Regions from separate parts of the Sus scrofa genome. Here region 2 is linked to region 1. Evidence: chromatin contacts called from public HiChIP or PLAC-seq data. All regions are on one chromosome and are shown on one strand. Each heading gives the region's core, a stretch centred on a gene start, on an enhancer-like site or on the middle of the called end of the contact. The rest is flanking DNA. Distances are from core to core; before and after follow the strand shown.

Region 1 (4,979 bases), core at 1,758-4,257:
TGGCTGATTTCAAGCTACTCAGAGTTGGGAAGAGATGAGCACAGTAGGTTCTCATGAGCCAGGTCCAAGAGGCTCCTACACAGTCTGGCCAGAGGCATCTCATAGTCACACAGGGATACACATAGGCAAACTGTTACACACACACAAATAAATGTACACAGAAATACAAAAACAAATAATGACGTCCTTACACAGACATCCGCATATATGTCACAGCCACAGTAACACCAGATCCAAGCCACATCTTGCAAACTTCACTGCAGTTTGTGGCAAGGCCAGATCCTTAACCCTCTGAGCATAGCCAAGGATCAAACCCACATCCTCACAGACACTATATCAGGTTCTTAACACACTGAGCCACAATCGGAACTCCCTATCAGGGCTTTTGAATGAGCACCTACGTGTCAACACTTAAAAGAGCAGCCATTCATCTACAACATTAGGTAGGTGGAGGTTTGACATTTACCCCTTTTAAAATATTTTTTGATATTGAAGCCATATGAATTTATTACCTGCCATAAAAATCAAAATAATAAGAAACATGAGATCTCATTTTTAAAATGCATGTAGTTTCGGCTGTGGCACAGTGGGTTAAAAATCCAACTGCAGGAATTCCTCTCCTGGTGCAGCCAAAATGAATCTGACTAGGAACCATGAGGTTGTGGTTTCAATCCCTGGCCTCGCTCAGGGGGTTAGGGATCTGGCGTTGCTGTGAGTGGTGTAGGTTGTAGATACAGCTCAGATCTGGCATTGCTGTGGCTGTGGTACAGGGCAGCTGCTGTAGCTCCGATTACACCCTAGCCTAGGAACCTCATATGCCTCGGGTGTGGCCCTAAAAAGACAAAAAAAAAAAAAAAAAAAAAAAAAAAAAAAAGAATCCAACTGCAGTGGCACCTGTCATTGTGAAGGCACAGGTTTAATCTCTGCCTGGCACAGTGGGTTAAAGGATCCTGCATTGCTGCAGCTGTGGTATAGGTCACATATGTGGCTCAGATTCAGTCCCTGGCCCAGGAACTTCCATGTGCCATGGGTGTGGCCATTAAAAAAAAAGTTGGAGTTTCCTATAGCCTACTGGATTAAAGATCCAGCATTGTCACTGGTTACTCCTGTGGCTTGGGTTTGATCCCTGGCCCAGGGAATTCTGCATGCTGTGGGTGTGGCAAAAAAAAAAAAAAAAAAAAAGCTTGTTGGGACCCAAATAAATTGATTTCACAGCTGCTGCCTTGGCAGGTGGTTGGGATGCACCTCTCTCTCTCTCTCTCTCTCTCACACACACACACACACACACCCTCCAGACCTGAGCTCTGGGTCAGAGCCCTAGTCCATTCCTGCAAACTCAGTGCCCCCCCCACTGCCCCCCATCCCCTGCACTACTGGTCATCTACCCCCACTACTGCCCGAGGCCAGCCCCACTTCCAGGCACAGCCACTCACGGTAGATGGTGATGTTAGAGGATCTTACTATCTGGAAGTCATCGCAGAGGCCAAAGCAGAAGAACTGGGTGTCACCAGTCACATTGTTGAGTTGGAAGGCTGCCCAGCCCCGGCCACTGCCCACCGGCTCCCAGAGTAGGTACGTCTCTACGGAGATGAGTTTAGCATGGAGGCAATCTGTACTGCAGTTTACCAAGACAGACTCTCCAGGAAGCACTGCTGGGGGCTGCAGCTCCACTCTCATCTGGAACTCCTGCCCCTGAGCACCTGCAAGAATTAAGGGAAACTCTGCTGGGGGCTCCAATGCCCCGCAACCCACGCATCCCATCTGCAGCAGGCCCCACCATTCGGCACCTCCTCTTGTTGAGATGGTCCCTGCCTTCCAGGTGTTTCGGTTTAGTGGAGAAATACATTCAATGAACCAGGAACGCAAGAGAACTGGGACAGAGGCCAGAGGAGACCCTGATCCAGTCACCAGGAGAAAGTGAGTCAGGGAAGGCCTCCTGGAGGAGAGGACCACTGTGGCCAGTTTTTTTTTTTTTTTTAATTTTCCCACTGTACAGCAAGGGGGTCAGGTTATCCTTACTTGTATACATTACAATGTGGCCAGTTTTAAAGGTTTAAGGAGTTATCCAAGTGAAAGGGTGATCCTGGCAGCTGGAAGAGCACAGGCAGAGGTGGAGGCTCCAGATGGAGCAGGGAGAGGTGCAGGTGTGCATGTGTGTTTTCGTGTTTGCATGCGTGTTTTCGTGTTCGCATGCATGTATGTGCATTTGTGTGTGTGTGTGTTTTGTGGAGGTGGCGGGGAACAAGTCAAATGCAGGGTTGGGCCTTAGGGAGCCCTGAGGGCTGAGTGCAGGAGCCATCACTCTCTCCCAAGGACATTGGTGAGCCCCCCAGCAGATCAGAGCTAAAGAAGCGTAAGTTGGGAGTTCTCTGATGGCCTAGCAGGTTGAGGCTCCTGCGTTCTCACCGCTGTGGCTCTGGTTGCTGCTGTGCTGCTGTCCTGGCCCAGGAATTCCCACATACTGCCTGTGTGGCAAAAAAGAAAAAAAAATATACAAAAAAACCCAAAGAGAGAACCTGAAATAAACGTTGCAACTCTCATTTAAAAAAAAAAAAAAAAAAGCGTAAGTTACCACAGCCCCAGGCAGCAGGGTGTGAGATGCTCTGTGGGCCTTCCCCTCCCCTCCCAATTCCCCAATTCCAGCCCTCCCCTGTACCTCACCTGGGGGTAGTAGACAGGCAACTAGAAGCAGAGAGATGAGGAAAATCCAGTAGGCCCCGGACGGCAGCCACGATGGCACCATGGTGGCCATCCTGCAGGAGGAAGTTGCCTTAATGAGGTGCTGGCTACCACGGAGCAAGCGAGTCACCCAGGGGAAGGAAGCACAGTCACTGCAGTTACGAAGGCTGCAGTCCAGGGGCCGCACCTTGTCCAGTCCTGGGGAGGGGCAGGGGATACTCTGTCCCCCCCGGGGTTCCGAGTTGGGGGGCCCAATGGGGTGGAAGGCTCTGGCAAGCCTCTGAGAGGGCAGACCTCAGTTAAACCCTGATCCCACATGAACCCACAGGAAGTGCTAACACTATCATCTTCCTTTGTTAACAGCACTGGAAAGCCTTAGGGGGAGGGGTGTGAAACATCTTCCTGTTGAACTTTGGTGAAGTGGGGCAGATGCTCTGTCCCAAGCAGGAAGTTACTGGGGGATATTCAGACACTTGCCTCGAAGTGATAGATAGGGTGGGACTTCAAGGCAACATTTCAAGGAGGCAACCATGAGCAGACTTGAGGAGTTAGCATGAGATCTCAACCTTCCTGGGGGGCAAAGAAGAGATTTGGAGGTGATAATGAGAGACCGCCTAAGATGAGTGAAGCCATGACAATGAACAGAGCTCACACTGATTGGGCACTTGTGCCAGGCTCTGTGTTGGCTGCCCCAATGATTCCTATGGGGGCCACTTACCTTTGTTTATTTATTTATTGTCTTTTTTTTGCTATTTCTTTGGGCCGCTCCTGCGGCATATGGAGGTTCCCAGGCTAGGGGTCGAATTGGAGCTGTAGCTGCCAGCCTACGCTAGAGCCACAGCAACGCGGGATCCGAGCCGCGTCTGCAGCCTACACCACAGCTCACAGCAACGCCGGATCGTTAACCCACTGAGCAAGGGCAGGGACCGAACCCGCAACCTCATGGTTCCTAGTCGGATTCGTTAACCACTGCGCCACGACGGGAACTCCTATTTATTGTCTTTTTGTCTTTTTAGGGCTGTACCCGCGGCATATGGAGGTTCCCAGGCTAGGGGTTGAATCGGAGCTGTAGCTGCTGGCCTATGCCACAGCCACAGCAAAGCAGGATCCCTGCCGCATCTGCAACCTACACCATAGCTCATGGCAATGCTGGTCCCAGAACCACTGAGCAAGGCCAGGGATCGAACCCACAACCTCATGGTTCCTAGTCAGATTCGTTTCTGCTGCACCACAACGGGAACTCCCAGGGCCCCTTACCTTTGAGGGTCTTGGGGGAAGGTCCCCACATTCCCTGGGTGCAGTGCCGAGGTGGGGTGTGTGGAGATGGCTAAATCTGGAACCACCGTTTGCCAAGGGGCTATTTGTAACCCCTTCCCCCTATCCCCATCCCCCCTTGCCCTTCCCTCCAGAGAGGTGGTCTTTATCCAAGAGAAGGGACTGCGGGGTGGGGGTCGGGTGGGCATATCCCCTCCATCAGCTCCATTTCTCAGACCACTGACCTGTCTCCTGTGCCTCTGCTCTGAGCTCCAGAGAGGGACTTTGTTGAGGGCTATGATGGTGTTTTCCCCAGTGGCTGCGACACTGCATTCTCCCACCAGCTGAGCATGAGTGTTTCAGTTTCGCTACATCCTTGTCAACACTTGCTGTTTCCTATGTGCTTTTCCTCAGCATTCATCTACTCTCCGAATCCCTGAGGCCACACCTCCTCTCCTCTCACCTGGAACAAGCTCTTGCAATCAGATCTCTCCTTGCCTGCCCTGCCTCCGCCAAGTCCATTTCCCCCATGGTACTCAGAGAATAACTAAATCAAAAGTTTTTGTAAATAATATATTTGATAAAGCACTAATATCTAAATCAAAAGTTTTTGTAAATAATATATTTGATAAAGCACTAATATCTAGTTTATAAAGAATGCCTACAACTTGACAACCACAAAACCAACACAGAAATGGGCAAAGAAAAAAAAAGCAAAACTGGGCAAAGACACAACACTTCTCCAAAAAAGCTATACAAATGGCAAATAAACACACGAACAATGCTCAACATCACAAGTCATTAGGGAAATGTAAATCAACACCACAGCAGCATAGCCCTTCACACCTCTGAGGAACATAGGAAAACACACATAGGAAACAGCACATAGGAAACAGCAAGTGTTGACAAGGATGTAGCGAAACTGAAACACTCATACTCAGCTGGTGGGAGAATGCAGTGTCGCAACCACTGGGGAAAACAGTTTGGTGGTTCCTCAAGAGGTTAAACAGAAGAAGTCCCCAGTGCGCCTCAGCGTTAACAAAGCT
Region 2 (5,489 bases), core at 452-2,951, 39 kb before region 1:
CCAGGTCATCTACTCCGAGAGCCTGAAGCGCTTCACCAGCCTACATCTGGCCAACGTGACGCTGACATACGCGTTAAGCGTCAGGCCCGGTGACTTTGGGCAGCCTGTTACCTGCCACGCCCGCCTCAATCTCGACGGCCTGGTGGTCCTCAGTAGTTCGGCACCCATGACGCTGCCAGTTTTCGGTGAGGCACCCTTATAATCCTGGGAGGAGTAGAGAAGGGTTATGACCCCAAGAGGTGCGGGCCAAGCGAAAGCATGTCCATGTGGGTCCTCACATCTGCAAGTGCTCTGTTCCTAATTCTCCCCTTCCACCCCCAGCTTGGAGCCCTGCGTCCAAAGCCTTGGCCTTCACCTCCATCGCAGCCCTTGTGGGAATCCTTCTTGTCATGGGCATCCTTTGCATGCATAAGTACCTACTGATACAGTCTCAGAGGTAGAGGCAGTGGTCCATGCTGGCTGAGCTGGAGGAAAAAGGAATCTGGAACAATTTGTGGAACCTTGCCTGGATCAATAAAGTCTTCCTCAGCCAGCTTCTACCCTTGGGCATAAAGGTCCCCCATTAGCGCACCTCCTCTAACCAAGTGGTCTTGTTTTTTGGCCTTGCCTCTATCATTTTCTCCAAGTTCCTTTTTTCCTTGAGGGCATCTTAGGTTTCCTAACTCTGATCTCCCAAACCGGAGCTGCAATCCCTCTGCATTCCCAGCCGGTGTAGTAAAAACCTTCCACAGGAATTATCAGTGCAGAGCAGAAGGGCAAATCCTGGGCCTTGGGAGGCTTTAGGCTGTGGGAAGGCTTGTTCCTGGTATGGCTTCTCCTGATTGGCTCCAGAGCTACCAGCAGCAGCTCTCATTGGATGTTAAGTTTCCTTCCCCCTTCCACTTTAGACTCTGCATTTTCCTCGAGGTAGGAGTGGGATGAGAACTAATCCCCCTATTTCACCATTAGCTCTGGGGGTGAGAGCACAGATGGGTGGGGTCATATGTACTTTTGGGGGAACATGGATACACAGAACAAATACCATGTGGTGACTGTGGTAAGGAACAACCATATGGTGGTGTGTGTTGTGTGTGTGTGTGTGTGTGTGTGTCAGACTCGCTTCCTGGCAACGTCGGGATGGTCACTGGGCCTGGTGGGTACATGGGGGTGCCCAGATGCGGGGGTCAACTGTTAGTCTCTTGATCTCGCGTGGACACAGAATCTGGGCCTGTACTGGATGCCTGGCAAGGCCCTCATGGTTCCAGGGCCCCAGCCGCCGCGCAGAAAGCGGATTGAGGTGCTCTTTGGCAGCTCCTGCTCACACACGCAGCGTAGACACGTGCCCGCTGCACGCTGGGTAAATACAGACCCAGAGCAGAGCCGACCCTAATTTAGATGCCCGAGAACGCTGCGCGCACGCACACGTGTTCCCAACTCGCTGTCACTTTCATCCCCGCCCCTTCTGTCGCGTGCGGGGGCGGAGTCAGAGAGGGAATAGGGCGTGGCTGTAACCCTCAGCTCCCAGGGGTCAAAAGGGGAAGGATCTGTGAAAGAGGCATCCCCACCTCCTCCCCTATAACAGTCTCCTTCACAGCCTGAGCTTCTCAAATCTCTTCTAGCCCCCTAATCAATCCCCGCCCCAAGGAGCGCTAGTAGGAGGGGCTAAATACGGAGGCGGAGCTCGGAGTCTAGCTCATTATCATAGCATCTAAGCAAGGGGTGGGGTGGGGGTTTGAGAAGGGCAAACCTGCATCCCACCCACCTCCGCGTCGCCGCGGAGAATGACGCGGGAGCGCGCAGCCGCCCCCAGAAGGCTCCGGGCGATGGGGCTGGCCTTCACGTAGACCCCGGGGGTCGCTCGCTCCTGCTAGCACGCCTTCACCAAGGCCGGGAGCCTGGCTCACGCTCGCCCTCCCGCCCCCCTGCCGCCTCTGCTGCCGCCCCCACCTTGGAAACCAAGTTACCAACGTTAAACCAATCCCCGAGCGCAACTCAGCCTCCTCCACACCCCACCCGCCGCGCCGCGCCGTCCTCTAGCCCAGCTCAGCGCTCGCGCTCCCCTCGCCTCCTGCGCTTCCCCCGCGGCGGCGATGCCAGGGCCCTCGCCAGGGCTGCACCGGGCGCTGCTCGGCCTCTGGGCTGTCCTGGGCCTGGGGCTCCTCGGCCTCTCAGGTAAGAGCCGGTCCGGCTCAGGGTGGACAGGGCGGGGGCGGAGTTCCTCGACCTGCGAAGCGGCCACTAGCCTCTTCTCGCTCCGCCCTCGCCTCGCTCCCACGCTTCTGCCCCCACCTTGAGCCTCGGGCCTTCTCTATCCCTCTTCCCCTCAACACACGCTAGAGATCCAGCTTCCTGGCTCCTCGCTCGTCCCTACCTTCGAGATCCTGGGCGATCTTCTGCACCCAACCTCGAGCTCTGGAGACCCCATATCTCCCTGGTCCCCTCTGGGGTACTTCCTCACGCTCTGCTATGCACCATGGTCCACGGACTGGCATCTTACCCACTCATAATCCGTGAAGACCCCATCTCACCAACTGCCATGAGTCAGAGGCGCTGTTTCAGCTCACTCAGAGCCCTGGCAACCGAGTCCTTTAGCTGTTCCCGCGGTTCCTTCCACGAGCCCAGCCCCATGTCCTCTTTCTTTACTCTTCACCCGGGTTTGGAATCCTTCTTTATCCTTGACTCACCCTCATCTCTCTTTTGGCCCTGCTTCAACCAGAGTTTCCCCCTCTCCTGGCCGAGAACCCTGAGAACAAGTTGGTTTCCTTTCCCCAACCCGGGGTCCCCTCCTTCCAACATTGCTGTGTGCATTGAAGACCCCGTTTTTCCTCTCATCTCTACCCTCCCCCATGCTTCCTCATCGCTCCTTCAGCACCTTTGAGAGTAGGGCTCTTTGCTGCCGTGTACCAGAGGCACCCTCGAGGTTTGGACGGTGGGAGCGTGCTTGTAAACCTCAGGCCTGGGCAGGACTCGGGAATCCTGAGTTTTTTTTTCCTGATTGTGGCCTCTACTCATTCCTCGGGAATCCCTGACTTGGCATAGGGGCACTTAGATCTCAGGGAGGTGGCTCTCAGGCTGAGCTCGCGTTTCTCTGGGCAGCGGTAGCACAGGAGCCTTTCTGGGCGGACCTGCAGCCCCGCGTGGCGCTCGTGGAACGCGGGGGATCGCTGTGGCTGAATTGCAGCACCAACTGCCCACGACCAGAGCGCGGTGGCCTGGAGACCTCGCTTCGCAGGAATGGGACCCAGAGGGGTTTGCGCTGGCTGGCGCGGCAGCTGGTGGATATCCGCGAGCCGGAGACCCAGCCCGTCTGCTTCTTCCGCTGCGCGCGGCGCACTCTGCAGGCGCGTGGGCTCATTCGCACTTTTCGTGAGTTCTCAGCGGCCATGCTCTCTTACTCCACTACTTTCCCTCCCTTCCAGGCCCCGCCCCCTGGGTCACGGGGTTCCCTCCTTTGGCTCTCTTTCTGAGTCTGCACGCCCTCCCCCTCTTTGTCCCTGGGTTCCAAGCCACATTCCGAGGAGCCCTGGTGTTTCCAACAGCCACGGTTCCCCCCTTGCAGAACGGCCCGACCGTGTAGAGCTGGTGCCGCTGCCTGCCTGGCAGCCAGTGGGCGAGAACTTTACCCTGAGCTGTAGGGTCCCTGGTGCTGGGCCTCGTGGGAGTCTCACATTGACCCTGCTGCGGGGCGCCCAGGAGCTGATCCGCCGCAGCTTCGCCGGGGAGCCACCCCGAGCGCGGGGCGCGGTGCTCACAGCCACGGTACTAGCGCGGAGGGAGGACCATGGGGCCAATTTCTCGTGCCGCGCAGAGCTGGACCTTCGGCCACATGGTCTGGGGCTATTTGAAAACAGCTCAGCCACCAGAGAGCTCCGAACCTTCGGTGAGTGGATGTGAGGAGAAGGGGACCAAGAGGGGTCGGGCCGGTGTTTAAGAAGTTCGGAGGCAGAGAAATCTGAACTCTAATTCTTACTCCAACACCCACCAGCTGAAAGTTATTTTCCTCTCTGTGCCTTTAGGATAATACCATAAAATAGTGCATGTAAAGCACTTAGAACATACTGAACTTTCAACACATAAGTTCAAGCTCTGTTATTCTACTCCCAGCCCTGCCTCCGGACCCCCCGCTCCTCGCTGCCCCCCGACTCTTGGAAGTGGGCTCAGGAAGACTCGTGAGCTGCGCTATGGATGGGCTGTTTCCAGCCTCGGAGGCTGGGGTCTATCTGGCGCTGGGGGACCAGAGACTGAGTCCCGATATCACGCTCGAGGGGGACGCTTTCATGGCCACTGCCACAGCCACAGCTAGCGCAGAGCAGGAAGGCGCCAGGCAGCTGGTCTGCAACGTGACCCTGGGGGGCGAGAGCCGAGAGACTCGGGAGAACGTGACTGTCTACAGTAAGAGGGAGTGAAGTGGGACCTCCGCGGCTCGGGGGTGGAGCCAGAGGAACACGAAGGCGGGGCAAACAGTGGGTTGGGCCTTGGTATTGGAATGGGCGTGGCCCAGGAGCCCCGAAATCGCGGGGCCGATGAAAGACTGAGACTGAATGGTAGTTGGGGAAGCAGAGTCTGAGCTGCCCAAAGGGGAAGTTGGCATACCCGACGAGGATCCCTAGAAATGTGGCTTGACCACCTCAAGGGTGCGGGGCGAGAAGGGGGCGGAACCTAACAGCATGAGAGGCACAGTACTCACTGTTAGGCTGCAGTGGGGAAGGTACGGGTTGATAAGGGTCAGCCTTGAACCGTAGAAGGGGCGTGGTCAGTGGACTCCCGGCCAATGCCCCGCCCCCAGGCTTCCCGGAGCCCCTCCTGACCCTGAGCGAGCCCAACGCCCCCGAGGGGAAGACGGTGACAGTAACCTGTGCAGCCGGGGCCCGAGCCCTAGTCACACTAGACGGAATTCCAGCCGCAGTCCCGGGACAGCCCGCCCAGCTCCAGCTAAACGCCACTGAGAACGACGACAGGCGTAGCTTTTTGTGCGACGCCACCCTCGAAGTGAATGGGGAGACCCTAAGCAAGAACGAGAGCACAGAGCTGCGCGTCCTATGTGAGTTTACTTTAACCTCTCGGCTCCCCTACTCCTCTTGATCTCGAGGGGCCTGCCCGATCTCTGGCCGTTTGGAGGCATTGGAGGCTCTCCTCACGGTCCACATCTAGCCTCTCTGTATTCCATGCCTCTGCCCGCAGACGCTCCCCGACTGGACGATTCCGACTGTCCCAGAAGCTGGACTTGGCCGGAGGGACCAGAGCAAACACTGCGCTGCGAAGCCCGCGGAAACCCAGCTCCCTCGGTGCACTGCGCGCGGCCCGACGGCGGAGCGGTGCTGGCTCTAGGCCTGCTGGGTCCCATCACTCGAGCACTCGCTGGCACTTACCGCTGCACTGCTACCAATGTCCAAGGCCAGGCAGTCAAGGACGTGACTCTGACCGTGGAGTGTGAGTAGGGGTGCACGGGGCATTCCTCTGTCTGATTCTCAGGTCTAGAGTTGGCCAGACTGCAGAGAGGGTTGGAACGG

Evidence for each region. HiChIP or PLAC-seq counts read pairs in DNA pulled down with a chosen protein or histone mark.
Region 2: a contact with region 1 is called in an H3K27ac HiChIP or PLAC-seq map of alveolar macrophages. The contact joins the promoter of LOC100511183 here to the promoter of ICAM3 in region 1. A contact is called at or near these places in 1 of 5 promoter capture datasets (liver) and 1 of 2 datasets of contacts at active chromatin or transcription factors (alveolar macrophages).

Annotation. Positions count from the first base shown.
Region 1 is chr2:69,147,214-69,152,192 of Sscrofa11.1, forward strand. ICAM3 (intercellular adhesion molecule 3) reads right to left here and starts at 3,008. Exons shown (of 5, transcript NM_001145379.2): 1 at 2,662-3,008; 2 at 1,434-1,700. The coding sequence starts at 2,752.
Region 2 is chr2:69,109,522-69,115,010 of Sscrofa11.1, forward strand. LOC100511183 (intercellular adhesion molecule 5) reads left to right here and starts at 1,702. Exons shown (of 11, transcript XM_005654856.3): 1 at 1,702-2,151; 2 at 3,076-3,345; 3 at 3,539-3,859; 4 at 4,084-4,371; 5 at 4,880-5,020; 6 at 5,161-5,409. The coding sequence starts at 2,070. It overlaps ICAM4 (intercellular adhesion molecule 4), which reads left to right. Exons shown (of 3, transcript XM_003123246.5): 2 at 1-185; 3 at 322-532. The coding sequence ends at 440.